2 separate regions of the Hordeum vulgare genome follow, and region 2 is linked to region 1. The links are chromatin contacts, called in public Hi-C maps. All regions are on one chromosome and are shown on one strand. Each heading gives the region's core, a stretch centred on a gene start, on an enhancer-like site or on the middle of the called end of the contact. The rest is flanking DNA. Distances are from core to core; before and after follow the strand shown. Region 1 holds the start of LOC123445094 (serine/threonine-protein kinase rio2). Region 2 holds the start of LOC123445103 (protein TRIGALACTOSYLDIACYLGLYCEROL 5, chloroplastic-like).

Evidence for each region. A called contact is a pair of places that touch in the nucleus more often than the background predicts.
Region 2: a contact with region 1 is called in a Hi-C map of leaf, with 3 times the contacts expected there. The contact joins the promoter of LOC123445103 here to the promoter of LOC123445094 in region 1. A contact is called at or near these places in 2 of 6 Hi-C or Micro-C datasets (leaf and seedling).

The regions. Positions count from the first base shown.
Region 1 is chr3H:562,267,905-562,271,115 of MorexV3_pseudomolecules_assembly, forward strand. It overlaps LOC123445094 (serine/threonine-protein kinase rio2), which reads left to right and starts at 1,509. Exons shown (of 13, transcript XM_045122024.1): 1 at 1,509-1,805; 2 at 1,901-1,947; 3 at 2,375-2,445; 4 at 2,534-2,647; 5 at 2,981-3,156. The coding sequence starts at 1,722.
Region 2 is chr3H:562,969,165-562,972,375 of MorexV3_pseudomolecules_assembly, forward strand. It overlaps LOC123445103 (protein TRIGALACTOSYLDIACYLGLYCEROL 5, chloroplastic-like), which reads left to right and starts at 1,505. Exons shown (of 4, transcript XM_045122035.1): 1 at 1,505-1,735. The coding sequence starts at 1,597. It overlaps LOC123445102 (CLP protease regulatory subunit CLPX1, mitochondrial-like), which reads left to right. Exons shown (of 15, transcript XM_045122034.1): 12 at 1-55; 13 at 138-260; 14 at 333-491; 15 at 662-944. The coding sequence ends at 730.

The sequences.
Region 1 (3,211 bases), core at 259-2,758:
AATTTTTCTTAATCCGCTAGAACTTTTTAATATGGGGAACGCTACTAATCCATCGGTAGATATCTAATAAAACATACATCACCACGATAACCGTCAGAACTCTGCCTGCGCAGTCGCCAACAACCATCTATTCTAACTCCCGGCACACAGTTCGGTCGCCTTCTTCGATACATTAATTCCCGAAACAACAAACAAGTTGCGGAAACAACCGCTTTGTTTCGGCCCCGACAGAGCTGCAGATGGCTATAGACTTTTTTCTGTCACAAAGATTTAATACGGGGTGATCGATAGATTGAGCTGACAGTTTTTACAACAAGCATAATGTCGCGTTCGGATGTTTGCAACGGGGACCGTGTTGTGAAACTTTTGCAACATAGACATTATTACAGAAATTTTTCTGCAACAAAGCTAATGTTGCAGATTTTTTTAACTTTACGTTGGTTTTACGAAAAATGTTCTGCAACATAACTGATGTTGCAAAAAAAATTCTTGCAACAATGAAAATGTTGCAGAAAAAAACCCAAATCCGTCTTCCTAGCCAGACGAGCCCCGAAACACCCCTACTATTATCCAGTATTAGGAATGTTTGTCCTGAAACAACAGGTGAGTTGTAGAAAAATGTAAACGACTACGGCAGACGCGAGGACGCTGTCACCGTCTGATCAACACACAATCAAACGGCCACGGAACTGGCGGACGGCCGCGCGCGATCAGCCGGTAGAAGTTAATCTTTTCCCTTTTAATATGCAGTGAATATTCCTAAAAAAATGCAGAAATATCTATTTTGTAAACCAGCGTGTTATATTTTTTACAATTTTATATCTTACAATTTATTTTAAATATGTAAAAAAGATGCAAAATAATTTGTGGTTGCATGGTTAGAGGAACGTGGTATCCCCATCCCATTAGGGTTCAAGTCCTAGTATTTGCATTATTTATGAATTTATTTGAGAAATTTCAACGATACTTTTTCAGTTGAAGGAGACGTTTTCGTGAACGACGAGACGCCTATGTTGATTTTGCAAAATCTCAAGATGATATGTCGGCTCAGTCTTTCGAAGGTGCTCATAAGGTAAGGTATGCATGTGTGCATTTATAAAGGCAAGTGTATGCACGTATATATGTGCGTTTGTGTTTGTAATGTGTACTCTCCCGTTCCTAAATATAAGTCTTTTTAGATGTTTCACTAGGAGACTACATACGGATATATATAGACATAACTTTAGAGTATAGACATAACTTTAGAGTGTAGATTCATCCATTTTGCTTCGTATGTACTCATTTAATGAATTTTTTAAAAGACTTATATTTAGGAGCGGAGGGAGTATTAAAAAAACTATGTAAAAAAGATGCGACAGTTTTTTTTGACAGCTTGTTTATATATATCGGTTTAAAACAGGAAAGCCGAAGAACGAAAACGGCTGAAGGAGCGCCCCGCGAATCGGCAGAGTGGGCCGGCCCACTACACCCGTGGTGTCTCGCCTCACACCAACCCTAGCCGGCAGGACGCCGCTGAGCCCACCCACCACCCGAGTCGCTGCCCGCCGCCCTCCCAATCGACACCTCGCCGTCCACCACCGCTTTCGCCCTCCTCCGCCGCCAGTCCAAGCCAACGCCTCCTCCTCGACCACCTCATCCCCTCCATCTAGCCCTAGCGCCGCCAGCCAGCCAGCCATCCCGCCCGCCTGCCGCCTACCGTCAGCAGCTGCGAGGAGGAGACCATGAAGCTCGACGTGAACGCCCTCCGCTACCTCTCCAAGGACGACTTCCGCGTCCTCACCGCCTGCGAGATGGGCATGCGCAACGTAAGCCCTTAAGCCCTACTCCTCGGCCAGCCTTGACCCGGCGCCATGTGAGACTGTTCGCCCTGACGCTTTGCGTTTTGGTTTTGGATTCGCAGCACGAGATCGTGCCCGCGGAGCTCGTCGACCGCATCGCCGGATTGAAGTGAGTTGTGCCGCGTGCTCTTTCGTGAATTTTTCTGTATGTGGTCTGGGAAATATAGGCCTCTGCTAGGTGTATTTAGCTGCAAGTGTGGTGATGGTGATTAGCGTTCTTAGACGAGTTGATATGATGGCTCGTGGGCTGTCATTTAAGGTTAATCGTTCGGTCTGAACTTCACATAGTGTTTCGGTTAAGCTTTGCACCTTTTTGTAAGCTTTGATGCACAATATCAATAGTTGTGTATATATTGGTTAAAACGAAGTTGGAATTCACTGTTAGAACTTTTGGCTGCAGTATGTAATGTCCACTATGTGCTGAAAAAGCCGAGGTCCGAGACCACGGCTTAAAACAACTTGGGTTCTCTGTGTGCTAGGGCTCTGTAATATTTGGAAACCAGTTTCAAGTGTATTACAATTCTTTCTGTATTTAGGCATGGAGGCACATATAAAGTGCTGCGGAATTTGTTGAAGAACAAACTGGTGCACCATGATTGTAAAAAGTGTGAGTCATTGATGTCGAAACCTTCTTCGTTTTATGCTAGATGGATATCTGGATTATCATAGCTGCTTTTTTTTTTTTTTGGTTATAGATGATGGGTTTCGGCTCACATATCTTGGGTATGACTTCCTCGCCATAAAAACTTTGGTTAATCGTGGAGTCTTTGCTTCGGTTGGTCGCCAAATCGGTGTTGGAAAAGAGTCAGGTACATGGATGACGGATGTCCTGCTCATTTTATAATTTTATCCCCAGTTTATGGTTGTTATCCTGCTCATTTTAAAGTTGCACAAGACAGATATTGTGAAACATGTGAGTCACTGCTTGTTCTTGCATGTTCTGTTATATACGATCTGTGATGACATCAATTTGCAACTTGATTAAGAAAAAAAACAGCTATCTAAAGTTCTATACACCCAATCATGTAAACACAGCCCAACCAAACTGGATTGTTACAATCCATGGCAATGCCATATGGAACCCTAGATTGTACCTACCAAATATTAAGTGCTTTATGTGGAATGTTTCATTTTTCTTATAGATATATTTGAGGTTGCCACGGAGGATGGAACAGTGTTGGCCATGAAGCTTCATAGGTTGGGTAGGACATCTTTTAGGGCTGTCAAATCAAAGCGTGACTATTTAGCCCACCGGAGGAGCTTTAACTGGCTGTACTTATCACGGCTTGCGGCCCTCAAGGAATTTGCTTTTATGAAGGTTTTTGCACGGCTCTACTTTTCATTCATTTATAATCTATCTAACTGTTTAATTG
Region 2 (3,211 bases), core at 255-2,754, 700 kb after region 1:
AGAACCAAAAAATTCACTTTCGAGACAATACAGGAAAATGTTTAGCCTGAACAATGTGAGTCTACTACAACTTCAAGTGATTATAGACTTGCTTCTGTGCGCCAATTTCTAGCATTCCTTTTTCCCCGATTCTCCAGGTTAAGCTACACTTCACTGATGGTGCACTGAGAATAGTAGCAAAGAAGGCCATAGTCAAAAACACTGGTGCACGTGGTCTAAGAGTCATCTTAGAGACCATTCTACTGGAGGCCATGTATGAGGTAGTTGCTTGCAGTTTTCTGTAATGAACGCTGCAAAATCGAGGCATACGTTCTAACATTCTTTGTAAACAGATCCCTGATGAGAAAGCCGGAAACGAGCGAGTAGATGCTGTTGTGGTGGATGAGGAGGCCATTGGTTCCGTTGACAGGCCCGGGTGCGGGGCTAAAATTCTTCGGGGGGACGGCGCACTGGCACAGTACATAATAAGAAATAACTTACCAAACTCACCGGTATGGTACTCTTGATTTCTGAAACACAAAAGGTTGCACTGGGGGTCATTAGACCAAATATACACATAAAGCACAATAGGCTTTCCTTTAAAATTGAAATGGAGAAAATAGCTGTTAACTTGCGCAGCCTCCTCTAATCTCTGCTCTAACTTGTTTCCTCTAACTTGCAGGAAACCAACGAGGCTTTGGCCGGGGAGCTTGAAGACGCGTACATGCTGTCAAGAATCGTTAGCTTGTGATTAACCTTACAGACACCGTATATTCTGTAAAATGTCCACCACTCACACCCAGTCAATTTAACCAATTTTCCTGTGATCTATTTCAAGTTTGCGGTGAGGTCCGACGAGCAGAGATCCGGCCGTCGCGTCATTTGTTGTAATTGTTGATGTAAACAGGAGTTGCCTTTTGATCGAGCAACCATCCTGCTATAAGCAAAATGTTTCTCATTGTTTCTTTCTGGTGCTCCCAACCGGGCAGCTAGCTTATAGTTAGCTGTTGTCAGCAAAGGTGTAAACACCATGACACCCTCCTCACAGTTATACTCCGTAATAAGCACCTGTACAGGTTTCAGCTTTCAAGCTGAAAACATCCTGCAATTTCTACCTTTTGTTCAAGTCGTTCGTTATGGGACGCTACGATATCATCGCTTCAAATTTGAACTAAAACCACGACAAGAATTAGAATTGTGAAATGAAGCGGAGTACTTTCCATGATCACCATCATATGAACGTTTATGGAATCATGAATCTTCAGGTCAATGGTGCTGAAAAATGGTTCAGACCACACACACACAGGGTCTGAAGTCAGCTGGGCAGTTTCGAAGAGAAAGAAAGGTGGGTGTTTCACTGAAGCGGCCTCTGTAGTCCTAACGACAAGCGAAAACCTTGGTGCGGTTGCGTAAACCCAGCGCGTGCACGGATCACGAGGCTGATCGTGCGGCGGGGCGCGGCCAGACGGACCCGTTCAGCCGTCACTCTCGTCACCGTTCCCCCCCTCCCCCCCTCCCTCGTCCTCTCCTCACCCCAGTCGCTGAGAGAGAAAAGATATCGAACTCCCGCGAACCTTCGGAGCGCGCACGGGGCGGGCGAGCGAGCGAGAGAGAGAGATGGCGTACGGCGGCGGCAGGAGGGGCTCTTCCAGGTGGGGCCTTCCGATGGTGAGGTCGGACGCGCTCGGCAAGCTGGGGCCCTCCTTCGGCATCGGCGCCGGCTGCGGCGTCGGCGTCGGGGTCGGCCTCATCGGCGGTACGTGCCTCCCCAGATTTACCCCCGCCTCCTCTCCGTCGACCTGGATTGAATCGGCGATGGGCACGGTACATGTTCGCCTGCCACCGACTAGGTTGCCCGCTGCCGGTGTTTAGTTTGGATTTTCAGTGCCGTCAGTCAGTGGCGAATAGTGTGTGGGGATTCGGGACCCGTCGCCGTCAGGATCAGGATCAGGCTAGCCAGTTCGATTAATTCGATTCGAGGCTATTATTTCTGTGAGAACCCTGCAAACATATCCTGCACTTGTAATCAGTTGCATGTTGCCAGCAACTGTTGGAGTGGGAAGGCTTCAGGGTTCAGGTACCTCAGGTGCGATCATTTAGGTCTGTATGAAGTATCCGGGTTCTGGAATTCCAAAACCATCGTAAATAACAGTGCAAGTGCGCAACTATGTAATGCTATACGGGCACGGGCTGTCCAGCAATCTAACCCCCTCCCGTCCGCAGTTTGAGTAGGGAGGATTAGCATTTTTTTGGCTTCTGAATGTGTGGATGACTAGTTGCACAGCATCTGTGTCTTCCATGGTCAAACCTGAATGAAAAGGCTCTGTGTAAATATTTGTCGACTTGAAATGTCATTCTGAAGCTTATCTGAAGAGGAATTTGCGGCTAAGATTCGAGAATTATAATAATATTTGGTATAGTATATGGCGTCGCTGTTTTCTCAGAGAGCCATGGGGCGTAAATGAGTAGCTGTAGTTTAGAATGTACTAATCCCTCCGTTCCTAAATATAAGTCTTTCTACAAATTCTCTAAAAGATTACATACGGATGTATAGACATATTCTAGAGTGTAGATTCACTCATTTTGCTCCGTATGTAGTCTCCTAGTGAAATACCTAAAAGGTCTTATATTTTGGAACGGAGTGAGTATAAGTCTTTTAAGAGATTTCACTAGGTGACTACATACGAAGCAAAATGAGTGAATCTATACTCTAAAATATGTCTATGTACATCCGTATGTAGTTTATAGTACAATCTTTAAAAGGTCTTATATTTAGGAACGGAGGGAGTATTTAGGAATGGAGGGAGTAGTATCTAAGAGAAGACCAACCAGATAAGGGGAGACAGGAAGGTAAATGTGGTTATCATGCACAGCTCAGTATACAATCTGAAATGGAGATAGCTATATCAACTTTTAAAATCTGAAAAATTAAAACAATTAAACAAGTACTGCTAATTCATATTGCTCTGATGTTAGTATCTCTAGTTCAAGCAGTAAGATAAGGCTGTTAGATATGCACATAGATGCTTGGGGTCGTCTACACTCTATTAGATTGCACCCTTTTATGCATCATCAAAGTACATTTCGGTCCCCTTAAGGCCTTAACCTTGTGAATATTATCCCACGCGCCTGCTCTGAGCTGTGCGTCTCATTATAGTCATCTGTGTTAGTGGTAACAAAATATATAATATGATGTTGGCTTTCTAAATACTTCTGCATTCATACGGGAAGA